2 separate regions of the Mus musculus genome follow, and region 2 is linked to region 1. The links are chromatin contacts, called in public ChIA-PET maps. All regions are on one chromosome and are shown on one strand. Each heading gives the region's core, a stretch centred on a gene start, on an enhancer-like site or on the middle of the called end of the contact. The rest is flanking DNA. Distances are from core to core; before and after follow the strand shown. Region 1 overlaps Glcci1 (glucocorticoid induced transcript 1). Region 2 overlaps Ica1 (islet cell autoantigen 1).

Region 1 (6,515 bases), core at 1,320-3,819:
GCAGATGCATTATATCACTTGCTTTTTATAAATAATCATAAACGACTATCTAATTTTTCTAAAAATGAAATTGGCTTTAAATCTTGGGCTGTTATTACTTTTGATATTAAACAGGGAGTATATAACAAGCTTTAATGCAAAAAATACCAAGCTTTAATGCTTTTAAATATTACGTATCCCTAGAAACAGTCTACAGTCTAGCTAAAAGCAAACTGATTCCTATACATTCATCTATCTGTTCAAATACAATCTTACATAAACGACCCAGGGATAGACAGAGACAGCTCACATACAAAAATCGCAAACGCAGCTTGCTTTAGGAGAACTTTCATAAACAACGTTTTAACACAGAAGTGTATTTATAACTATCAATCCAGTATTAACAAAGGTAGCAGGCTGTGCTGATTAGATCTTACTGCCAGCTTGGCAAAACTGAAGAGTCTCTTGGAATGAAGGAAGCTCAGTTCAAGAATAACCCAAATCAGACTGTTCTGTGGCCATGGCTATGAGGAACTCTCAGGACTGACATGGGACTGACATGGGAAGGCCCAGCCTACTGTGGGCAGCAACATTCCTAGGCAAGTGAACTAAGGTTGTATAAAAAGCCACTTTATCGTGAGTCAGGGAGCAAGCAAGAAGACAAAGCAAGAAGCAGAGGTAGTGCTCTGTTATGGCTCATCCAACATCCCTGCCCTGACTCCCCTCTCACAATGAACTGTACTCCGAAAGATTAAAAATGTTTCTTCTTTGGCTTACTACAATAAAGAAAAGTAACAAGATCACAGACTAACTTTTCAAAAACATTCCCAAAATTATATCCATTTTTCAGGTGGTAAAACACTTAAAAATAAAGTACCTTTGCCATGTGAGAAACCTAATAAATCCATGGTAAATCTTGTCTTTGACCTTCCATTTCTAACCCCTTTTTAGTACTTCACAATGCTGTGCAAGTGATCCGTTATTAATGTTTAACTACAAATATGTGCCAGTCAGAATCTCAACCACTTCACTAAGCAACTTCCTTAATGGCAAAGATATAATAAGCTATAAAACTGAAAGAACAACAAAACCTTGACAAAGCAAGGTTTTGAAGAAAACATTAATTCATTGTCTCTCTCTCTCTCTCTCTCTCTCTCTCTCTCTCTCCCCCCTCCTGTGCGTGTGTGTGTGTGTGCGTGTGTGCATGTTTGTGTGTGTGTGTACACAGAACTGCCCTTTAAGTTATAGTCTTTTACAATCTAAACTGGGTTTTCCAAAGGCATCTTGAATCTCCTTCATAAATAAAATTGCTCAATTATTTTCACTGAAATATTTATTTTGACAATTTTGTTTGGCTTTATGGTTGTTTTACAGGGAGAACAATCAATTCTTCTAATTTCAGTGTTCCCTCTTAGTAGCAAATATCATGTGTTACTATAGACATTCATTTATACCACAGCCATGTGAGATACTTGCAGTATGTCTGAAACTATACTGAACTGAGACAAAATGACAAATTTGGCTTTTCCATTATTTATATATATTCTACAAGTGATGTCTATTTCAGCCTAGATGTATTAAACCAAGCTTCTTTTTACTCTGATCCTGATAAAGAAATCTACTTTCACTATGTATTTGGGTAAGAGATAGGCCAGAATTATAGATTTTCTACATTCACAACATTAAAAAGTGGCTAAAAATGAAATCATAGACAGTATCATGCTATTAGACCAGTTGGTTTAGACATCATAGTATGTGAGAAACCTGACAACTTAAAGTGTATAAAAAATTAATACTGGTAGGTCTGAAACTCTGCATAGGAAAAGCATTCAAGAGAAATGCTGAGATTGAAGAGCTGGCTCAGCAGTCATCAGGACTTGCTGTTGTGGAAGACCCAGGTTTGATTCATAGTAACTCCAGTTACTATGAGAACCAGGAGAATCATGGCCCTGGCTGGCCATCATTAGCACTAGAAGCATGTGGTTCACATACAGACAAGTGGGCACATACACATATAAATAAAATCTGAGAGAATGTCTATGCTTAACACAGCAAAACTGGCTTACTGCCAAACTTGCAGAAATTTCAAGCAGACAACACTGATACAAGTTAGCAGTAAAACTAAGTGATTTCATTCTGAGTTCAAAATATAAAAACTGTGCATTTTGTCAACTTAACACAGCTACAATTACCTGGGAAGAGGAACCTCAACTGAGAAAGATGTCTCCATCAGATTGGCCTGTAGGCAACTTTATAGGGCATTTTCTAGCTTAATGATTGATACGGGAAGGTTCACTCACTATGAGCAGTGACACACCTGGAGAGGTGGTCCTGGGTTGTATAAGAAAGGTATGTAGGCAAGCCATGTGTAACAAAAAGTTGTTAGCAGCACTTCTTCATGGTCTCTGCTTTAGTTCCTACTTTGGTTTTCCTGAATCTATATCCTGTAACCTACAACCTGTAAACTGAAATAAACCCTTTCTTCCCTAGGTTGCTTCTGGTCATGGTGTTTTATCATAGCACTAGAAAGGAAATAAAAACATACTTAGTGAGCTCTGCTAAGTAATCATGACTACAGTAGTGACCTTAAAAGATGAGTTCTCACCACTGAGAAGATGTGACAAGGATGAGATAGTCATCTTCAGAAGAAGGGCTTACCTAAGAGATCTCTGAACCAGATATTTTAACTTTAGGTTTCTATAGCTTTGAAAGGACAAATAGGTAAGAATTAAAATGATTTATAAAGATAAAACTAACAGGAAAAAATAATATAGTATAAATATAGATGTTATTCATAATAAATCACAGAGTAGATCATTTCTACAAGATTTGGCTTCTACTGTACTACTGGGTCCCAAAAGGTCATAATAAGTTACATATCATAAAAAAGCTACCAGAAAACAAAAAGTACTATCTTATCATTGTATAAAGCTATTATATATGGTTCTACTTGCTGTGACTTTAAAAAAAGCAAGCTAAGGGAGAAATAAAGATAACTAAAAACAGTGATATAAAGATCATTATACAAGACCAGAGTTCATTCTAGAAAAGCTACAGTTGATGGGGGTACCCAGACATTTATTGAGAATATAAAAATTACAAGCAAGAAAAATTCACTTTTGAACAAAATGTAAGATTCAATTCTGTATGAGAAAGTAGGTTACAATAAAGGGAAGTCTAACAACTATTGGAAAATAGTTTAAAAAAACAAAACAAAACAAAAACAACAACCCATGGAGATCTAAACAAGCCTTAGAATGAAATAAAAAAATAACTTACCTCTTTCAGTTGATCAGCACTTCCCCATGATGCAGAGCGCTGATGTGATCGTTTTTCTGCTCCCTCTTCTGCCCAGCAACTAGGTGTCTTTAAAACAAACCAACCAGACAAATCAAAATGTTAAGAAATGGAAATGTCACTACTTACTTTCAAGTAACTATAACGTTACTACTTAATTTCAAGTAACTATAATACTTTCTTAGCATTTATAAAGCCTTTTAAATGTTAATTAATCAGACCTGATAAATCTGAGACATCTGAGTCATCTACATTAAAAATCATTTGATACTTTCACATCAGCATTAATAACAGCAAATCCTAATAAAATCATGAAGACTTACATACTGATGTTTGTTTGTTTGTTTTGATACTGTTTTAGTTTTTGAGTCAGGCTTTCTCTGTGTAGCACTGGCTATCTGGAACTGACTTTGTAGGCCAGACTGGTCTAGAACGCAAGAAATGTGCCTGCCTCTCTGCCTCCCAAGTACTGGAATTAAAGGCGTGCATAAGCACTTCCCAGATTACATACTGAAATTTTATAGAGACAAACTACAACAGACAGAAGATAAAAAGAACTTTCAGAGCCATGTGTAGTGCGGATGGCTTATGTAACAAACATCTGTGTAGACGGTCATTTCACTAAGAGAAGAAAATATTGAGAGGATTCTCTTTGGTGAAAAGGATTAGTCAACTTCATTTTAAAAATACAGTTAATATAAAACCTAACAGAAAAAAATTAAAAACAAATATAAATCAAATGTATTGATTTAAAATGAAAGTAATGCAGCTTTTTTTTAAAAAAATGAAGCTACTATGAAAGTCATTTAAACTAAAATATAACTCTCAATTATTTAAGCACTAATACATATTAACTAAAGTATAACACTAATTTAACCTTAAGTATTGCCATAAAGTAAGAAATTTAGGAGTTCTGTTAAAAAAAAAAAAAGCTAAAATACCACACTTTAACATTTGAGAAAAATCTAGTATAATGTAAATTAGAAAAAATGAAAGCCCGGAGACAATGAGTAATGATTACCACAATAAATACATGTGGCATTAAAATGTTTTTTGTATTGCATGCACTTGAGAATCTGCATAATGAGATAAAGAAGCCATCATTCCAGTTTATTTATACAGTTCAAATGCTTATGAGCATCTTTAAAATTACTCCCTCTTAAAAGTGTCAATTGTCTAAAACCAACTAGTGACAATTGAATAGCAATTAGGTAGAGAAGAGCAAGGCTGCTTGAGGGTTTGCTATGAAAGAGAGGCATTTCATCAACTGAACGGTATCTTATTCAACTGACAAGAAGAATAAGAAATTATACATTTAATAATGTTTGTCAGAAATTATCAAAATTTCCTAAGTTCAGTGCTAGATAGGACAACCTGAAAATAATTCAGCCCTGAAATGATATCATCTTTAATAATCTATCACAGAATTTTCCTTTGTGAATGTGTCAGAATGTTGAGGTTTTGCATAACGTGACTTAGATTTCTTCTAAGTAGCACTCTTTTGCCACAAAACCCCAAAACAAAAGATCACAACATTTATAAACCGAAAGTACAGTCGCAGAGAAAATTCAGTCATAGAAATGAGTATGCTAGAGAAGCTAAATAAATGTTAAACCAATTTCTTCAATGTTGAATATGTCATAAATGTTTAAAAATTGTAAGCAGAAAACTAAGTGAAGAAAATACAAATAGTAGAGGTTCTCTCCTTTTTAGTGAGACCCAAAGTCAAACTGCCATTACTTTGTCTACAATCTGGACTGAATTTTAGAAAAGATGCTACTTATAGCTTTGCTTCTAGATATTAGTAAGAATGTTTAATAAAAGAGTCCCATGGCAAATAAATTTGGGGGAAATCATTTCTTCCATTTTTCTATTCCACATACGATATACTGTAGAGTCTAAAAGCTCAAATCCATGCACACCTTTGAAATCTGCTTTCCTTTCCCTGCTTTCACCACTACTGGGACTGACAGCAAACATACTTACTCCCTAACAGCATGAAGAACGTTATTCCACAGAGTTTGGAAACACAGTCCTCAACGATTTTATTACTGTATATAATAGAATGGCCTTTGGCCACTATACTTTAGGAATTTCCTCTTTCTATCCAAACTGCCTTCACTATCAAGAAAGAGAAAAGGAACCTTGTTGCATCTAAACAATGCAAGTCTAAAACTATGACTACTAATAAAAAGAAATGACTCAACTAAAATCTGCCATGTTGGCCACATTGATCACTCATGTATCTCACTACATTTTAGTATGTAATACTTTAAAAATCTCTTATCCCTGACAATGAGTAACTATTAGATACTGCCAAATATTTTTCACACCATTCCAATGAACTCCACTTAAGTCATAAAAACTAACCATGCTCAGATAATGGCAAACTTAAGTAACAGCCAAGGGAGAAGTTTTCAAAACAGAAACTCAGATGTCCACACTTTAGTCTGCAAATCTAAAGTACCATTTATTTGTAAAATTACAAAGAACACAAACAATACTAGACTACATTACAGTTCTGACCTTACAGTAGTTACAGAACTTCAGAGCCCTTTCAAGCTCCGAGATAATCTATCATCTGTAAGTCTTTCCTGCCAGACAAGACTTACTGTTCGTAAATGTAAATGTGTGTAATAAACTATTGGTACTACTAATAATGGCATTAATGTTATTGTATTTAACCTCAATGACAGTGAAATACTATTTTGTATTACAAAGGCAGTTGTAATAGGGCTGTGGAATAGATAGCTGAGTGTTGCTTTTATAGAGGACCTTGGTTCAGTTCTCAGCACCAAGATCGTGGCTGACAACCATGGAGGCTAACAACTTTTTTTAACTTTGGTTCCAGAGTATCCTACCCTCACTTCTGGCCTCTGCAGGTACTGCACACTTACAGTGCCTCTGTGTGTGTGTGTGTGTGTGTGTGTGTGTGTGTGTGTGTGTGTGTGTGTCTGTATATAAGCAAAAACACCTGTACACATAAAATCTTTTTTTAAAAGTAACTAGTACTTATTAGCATCTTATCTTCTAGATAACCACATTAAAGCTAAACATAGATTATTCTGTATAATCTTCAATGTAGCAGGTAAAAAAGTTATCCTGTAAATTCCAGAAGCACAAAAATCTTTTCAAATGGTTTTCATTGTCCCTATCATGTAAAAAACAATCCTTGACGCAGAATAAGCATTAGCATCTAGAGATGCATGGTCTTTTCTCATATTATTCCTTCATCTCCA
Region 2 (6,515 bases), core at 1,385-3,884, 170 kb before region 1:
AGAGTTTCTGGGTCCCTCCAGTGTGCCAGGACAAGAAAACAGTTATTCTGGAAGGCCAAAGAATTTTGTGGGTGTTTGTGTTTATCTGGTTTTGTTTGGTGGGAGGTGGTTGCTAGCTGTTTAAGACTGAAACAGAAACCAAGTTCTTCGTCATTTGGTTTGAACATAGAAACATTTGCCATCGTTTAATGCCATCAATCTCCATCCTGGAAAATATGGGTAGGTTTGGTTTTTATTTTGAATCCTTTACTGCGAAGTAGTAGCTGAAGCTGTGCCTGCCCCCCCTAATCCTGTGTGTGCTGGATTCAATTTAATAGCTGGATGTGGTGAACTTGGACTTGGGGATAGAATATTTTTGAGAGAAGAGTGATCTTCAAGCGTAATTTTTGGTTATTCTTGACTCGAGGAGAACAGGAGACTGCATTGGTTCTCTCCAGAGCCTAACCCCAGAGTCAGTCCTGTGCCCAGCCCCAAGTTGGCACTTACATGGCAAGTCTTCCAGGCAGAGTCTAAGGGGCCAGAGGACCTCTCCTTAGATCACTTACCATCCCCATTGCATGTAGGTGACCTCCTGGTGCCTTGGAAATCAGCATATGTGATTGCTCAGGTAAAAACAAAAAGCAGGACTGTGTGGTTTGCTGCTGTCTCTGGAATGCTCTAAAATGCAAGTTTTCGGTTCTGCTACAGTGTATTTGCAAATTAACTCTACGTTAGCTTTAGAGTCCTGTGCAGGTGAGATCCCATCTTAAATAGAGTCTCTGTTTATCTCCCAGGAGTGTGTTACCTAAGTCACTGGCCTCAAAGACTCAAGGTGTGTCTGTAAGGCATTGTCTCCTCAGCTTTACCTCCTCCTCCCCAGTGCAGCTGATAAAGCCAGGACTTCACGTATTCTAGAGGAGACAAAGTTCTAATTTTTACTTTCATGGTTATGACCCCCTATTTGGAATTTTCAGAATGTGTCCATTCATTCATTTGCATAGTCAACAAATGATATTGAAGCCCAGTTACATGCCAGCTACCACAGAGGAGTGTAGCTCCTGTCTCGTGTGATCATTTGGGCATGAGACAAGTAAACAGGAGGCAGTGTGTTGAATGGTCATCTGAGTTGAAATAGTACTACAAATAAAAAATCTAGACAGGGCATCCCAGATGAGGCAGCACCCCTCCCCCCAACAATAACAAAGAATGAACAATAGTATGGTAGTTCTTGTTTGTCAACTTGACGTCTAGAATCACCTAGGAGCTGGTCTCTGGGCTGAGCCTGACAAGATAGTGTTATCTTAATTACATTCATTGATGTGGGGAGACCCATCTTAATTGTAGACTGAACCATTTCATGGCTTGGGTCCTGGAGTGAATGAAGAAAAGAGGGAGAGTTGAGAGAGCAGACGATTTTCTTCTGCCTGTGAGAGCAATATGACCAGCTACTTCAAGCTCCTGCCGCCTTGATTTGCTTTTATGATAGGCTGTGCCTTGAACAATAAGCTAAAAGAAACCCATCCGCCATACAGTTGCTTTTGTCAACAGAAAAGAAACCAAGACAAATAGAAAGGACCTGGACAGAGGGGTGGGAAACAGCAGTGGTTAGCTGAGGAGTCAATGTGGGCAAAGGCCCGAGGTAGAAGCAATAGAACTCCTAGAAGCAGCATCAAGTGATGTAAATGTAGAGACATAGGTGCCTAAGCAACATGGCCTGAGAGACAAGCAAGACTAGAGAAAGAGATATAGATACACAGACACACATGCACATGCGCGAATGCGTGTACGCGCGCACACGCAAACATATTCTAGGCCTTCTAGGATCTGTGAGTGATATATGGTGGGATTCTTAGACCTGTCTGACTCCATTTGAAAGTACAAAATACACACACACACACACACACACACACACACACACACACACACACACAAATCTGTAAGGAGGGAGTGGAAAAAGTGTTGAGAAAGGGATGGGTGTTACAAAATTTGTGTTCACAACTCAGTCAGATGTCATGTTAGAACAGGGAGCAGAAGAGTAGAAACCAAATAAAATATGGCACACCTGGGTCCTGGCAGGATGAAGACCAGAGAGAAACACAGTCTGACCTCTGGTAGACTCAGTAAAGCGTCACTTTGATTACAAAGCCAGAATAAACATAAATGAAAGTCAAATTGGAAGGGAATTTTCACCTCCAACATTGGGTTAATTTCCCCCCCTAGCATTTCTCAAATGTCTTGAAACCTTTTATACAGCACAGTCACGAGTGCGCAAGACAGAGCTGGTGAGTGAAAGTTTCACATAAAACAAAGCAAATGATCTGGCACTCTCTGAAGCCCAGGGGCTAGAGATGGCTCCGCACATCAACATTAGGAGTTGTGACTAAGTGTTCCTGTCAGAGAACTGAGGACACAGAGACCAAAGCTTGCTCCTAGCCCTCTGCAAGAGCCCTGCTAGTCATCTGCTCCTTGTCAAAATGACTCGGAGAAAAGAGATATATGGAGAGTCAGGGCCACATGGAGCAGCTCTCCAGGCTACCTCGTAGGAACCCAAGGGTGGATTTATGTAGGTGGGGCTGCTTGTCCCTGTACTGTAGGAGGCTCCTCCTCACATCATGGTTCACCCTAGTACCACGCGGTATTTTATGAGTGAGGTTAGTGTGTGATATATGTGCCCTTTGAAGGTAGAGTAAGAGGGTAGGATTTAAAAATAGAACCCAGCTTCTCATAGCAGATTACATCAGCTGAAGCTGAGAGCCCAGCAGAGCCTCTGAAGTCTGTGCCCTTGAGAGCCTCTGTGGTCAATTAAGTGTCTTGTTTTTCTTGAACGTCAGAAATGGGATGGGAGGTAATTATTCTAAATGGAATAAAAGCTAGCCTAGGTGTAAGAAAATAGTTCTGAAGCCTCTAAAGAGATAGCATGGAAATGTATATGTGGGCATTTGTAGGACTCAGCCTTTATAGTCAAGGGTGCAGGAACCACTGCCTTAACCTGAGCCATTTACTAAATAGTTTAATTAAATCCTGCAGCATTAGCTCAGTGTTTCATTACAGTAATTCAAAGGGATCTCTGAAAGGCATTCTGGGAACTGTGAGTGATACAGGGTGGGATTCTTAGGCCTGTCTGTCTCCGTTAGAAATACCATTAGGTTGTAGAGCCCTGTTAATCCACTGGTCATGTCATCAAAGGACACGGTACACTAAGGCTTATTAACAAGCATGGGCAGTCTACTAGGTAGGACCTTCCTTAGAGACACCAGTCTGTAGTGACCCTGTGTCCCAGTGGTGACAGTCTGAGTCAAAGAGTTTGTTCTACAACTGATAAACAGCAGTATTGGTAATAGATGTTTCATTTTTTTTTCCCCTGTGAACAAAGACTTGGGTTAATTAATTTGACAGTTTTATTAATTACTGCTGAAATCGTTGGTTCTTGTCAGAGGTCAGGCTCTTTCAGCAATTGAGGGCAGGTCCCCGGGGAGTCGAGCCTCTAAGTATTACAGGCTTGCTCCACTCCCCTTTCTCCTGGCCCTGTGATAGAGGCCTTCAGGGTATGCCTTGCATCTCCACTCTGTGGATAAAACCAGTTTGTACTTCCATTCAAAGCCTGAGTAGGTCTGAGCCCCACCAGCAGCCAGGGTTGACTGAATAGGTAATCTTTTGTTTGGTCTGTACAGTGGGCAGATGTTAAGTAAGCAGAACTTTAACCTTCCTGGGCTTTTCTTTGTTCCTGTTTAAAAAAAAAAAGGGGGGGGGGCGCGCGCCTGACTCCATTGTCTCTTCTGCCTCTGCTCATTGTACAATTCTACATATGGGTTGAGCCCTTTTATGAAGTGAGGTGAAAATTCTTTTTATAAAGTTAATGCTCTTTTAAAATGTATCTGTTTCATAGTTTGTAGTGTTTGTTGGTTCGTTTTGGTATGTGCCCGTGTTTGTTTGCTTTAGATGTCTGACTGGAGCAGTTGTTATTTGTGGGTCCCCCCAAGCACAGTGAATCTTGCTGCCAAAATGCCACAGGAAAAGCCTAAATTTTCACATGGTACAACTTGGAAGGGAACTCATAATTACGGGCTGGCTTTCGACTCTGGCTCTCCTAGGATGAGGCCTTTGGGCCTTGGTGTCTCTGTATTGGTTTTTCTCCCTCCCTGCTTGAGGGCTACACTAAGACTAGACTAACACCCTCAGAAGAGATACCGCTGGCAGAGCTGGCGGCTGCGGCCCCTGACTGCAAACAGGAAGGAGTATGGAGCCTGTGTCCTAGAGTCAAGCTCCCCACACTGCCTACACCATCTGGGGACACTTAAGCCTAAGTCTCATTTTTGCATCTACTAAATGCAATCAGGCTTCCTCTGTGTCATTATTTTTCTCTAGCTCATTAAGCTCTGAAATCGGTAAGCTCACCCGTGAAGATGACGTACTGCCACTGGGATGGGCGAGCACTTAACCTCAAAAGCATTATTGGCCTTCCTCCTCAAGGACATTCTCCTCTTGCTGAGTCCACTCACCTCCTTAGTTGGCTGGGGGAAAAATCAGGTGATTTCATTCATAGTTCTTGGTCAGAGGAGTCTTTGATGTTTGCAAGCTGGTAATACCCATTGCATACAGATATTATTGCTTTTATTATTGTTGTTGTTGAGGAAGAATTCATCAGGGGTAGAAGGGTATTGATATATACCTTTCTCCATGTGTTCTTTACTGCCTGTAGCTGATTTCACAATATCGTGGCAGAGTGGAGTGACCACAACAGAGGCTGGAGGCCTGCAAAGCCGATAGCACTCACTCTCTGACCCTTCACAACTTGCCAGCACTGCTTGGAGTCATGCATGACACCATGAAGAACTTGATGATTTATTCACTTCTACTTGTGGACAAAAAAACCTCATGTATTTTACCTTCTAAACCAGGTCTCTTTGAATGCAACTCCTTTGGGCTGATACCTAGGGACTGGTAGCTCATATGGTAGCACTAGTTTCAATTTTCTGAGAGGACCTCCTGTGCTGTTGATGGTAAGAAGTTTCACATTAGGAAATTGGTTGGCTCCCTATCTTCTGTTGTGAAATATTCAACTGTCCTTAAGACAACAGTTCAGCCGGGCAGTGGTGGCACACACTTTTAATCCCAGCACTTGGGAGGCAGAGGCAGGCAGATTTCTGAATTGGAGGCCAGCCTGGTCTACAGAGTGAGTTCCAGGATAGCCAGGGCTACACAGACAAACCCTGCCTCACAAAACAAAACAAAACAAAAGAACAAAAAACAAAACAAGACAATAGTTCATACAAATGCAGACGTGTATCTGGTTTTGACATGTGATGCTTTAAAACACTGCAGGCTTTATCCCTTAAATTTCTAATTCCATACATGGCCATTCGGTGTCAGGATGAAACCTGAGAACACTAGAGAAAGGACCAGAGAGATGCTGCTAAGTATCACATAATGCCCATAGTTCAGACTCAACTCGATAATTTTTCTTTCCATTTTTTGAATAGTATTTTAACTATCATGTATTCATTGTATATGATACTGAGTTTTATAAGGGCATTTTAGTATATAATGTGCTTTGAGTACACCCTCCCCAAATCTCTCCCCTTTCTTCCCCCTCTGCCTCCCATCTGTCCCCTTGTGATCCTACACAATTTCACTTTTGTGCCATGTCATATATATTCACAACTGTATGTAGCTATAGAAAATGTAGAATCTTAAAATGAGAGAAAACACGATGCACACCTTTCTGATGCTGTGTAGTTCATTTACACAAACACACAGAGAGCGAGAGAGAGAGAGAGAGAGAGAGAGAGAGAGAGAGAGAGAGAGACTGACTGAGACTCTGCATATAATCAAAATAATGATGATTCATGATTTCATGATTCAGGTCTATTTCTGTGTCTGGGGCCTCAAGGACATTTAAGCAGGCAGGGAAAGCTGAGACTGTATGGGAAATACAAACAGCTCATACTTGTCCCTCCCCCAAGAACAAAGGAAAGAAAACCACAAAGACATGCAGTGAAAGTTTTAATTCCACATGCCGTGTTTTCTAGCTGCTTGCCTTCATTAGGCCAGTGCTTAGGAATTGTGTCTCAGTCCCTGGCAGTACCAAGAGGCTTCTTTCAAGGGCAGATGCGGTGACCCCGTATGTGTCTATGGAAGTGGAGGTGCAATGACAAGACCCACTCTTCCATTTCACCTACTCATCATGGAATCGCCTGCTGCGTATCCTGACCAATGGATAGTGCTGTGAAAAGCGTGTCAGGAAGAAAACAGAATGAATGTCGTGTTGGACAGCATGGCACAGAGAAATAGATATGTAAGAATGTAATCAGAGTGCCGGGCGTTGGGACCGGGGTCCGGTGCAGAGAGCCGTTCGTCTCGGGAAACGGGATGCAGCCGGAAAGGGGGCCGCCCTCTCGCCTGTCACGCTGAACGCACGTTCATGTGGAACCTGGCGCTAAACCATTTGAAGACGACCTGCTTCTGGGTCCGGGTTTCATACTTAGCAGAGCAGCTCCCTCGCTGCGATCTATTGAAAGTCAGCCCTTGACACAAGG

What was found. ChIA-PET counts read pairs in DNA pulled down with a chosen protein or histone mark.
Region 2: an RNA polymerase II ChIA-PET map of memory CD8 T cells shows a contact between it and region 1, with 8 read pairs. The contact joins two enhancer-like sites. A contact is called at or near these places in 2 of 484 Hi-C or Micro-C datasets (Th1 cells and embryonic fibroblasts), 2 of 115 datasets of contacts at active chromatin or transcription factors (effector CD8 T cells and memory CD8 T cells) and 1 of 9 other capture datasets (liver).

The regions. Positions count from the first base shown.
Region 1 is chr6:8,555,330-8,561,844 of GRCm38.p6, reverse strand. Glcci1 (glucocorticoid induced transcript 1) reads right to left here. Exons shown (of 8, transcript NM_133236.3): 3 at 3,259-3,345. Among named protein-coding and RNA genes, the nearest start is that of Glcci1, 49 kb to the right of the region's middle. Within about 2 kb of position 2,569, at least 6 of the 459 cell types and tissues checked have an H3K27ac peak or open chromatin away from gene starts, as enhancers often do. A contact at or near this core is called in memory CD8 T cells, where this site is marked.
Region 2 is chr6:8,728,795-8,735,309 of GRCm38.p6, reverse strand. All of the region lies in intron 6 of Ica1 (islet cell autoantigen 1), which reads left to right. Among named protein-coding and RNA genes, the nearest start is that of Ica1, 46 kb to the left of the region's middle. Within about 2 kb of position 2,634, at least 60 of the 459 cell types and tissues checked have an H3K27ac peak or open chromatin away from gene starts, as enhancers often do. A contact at or near this core is called in memory CD8 T cells, where this site is marked.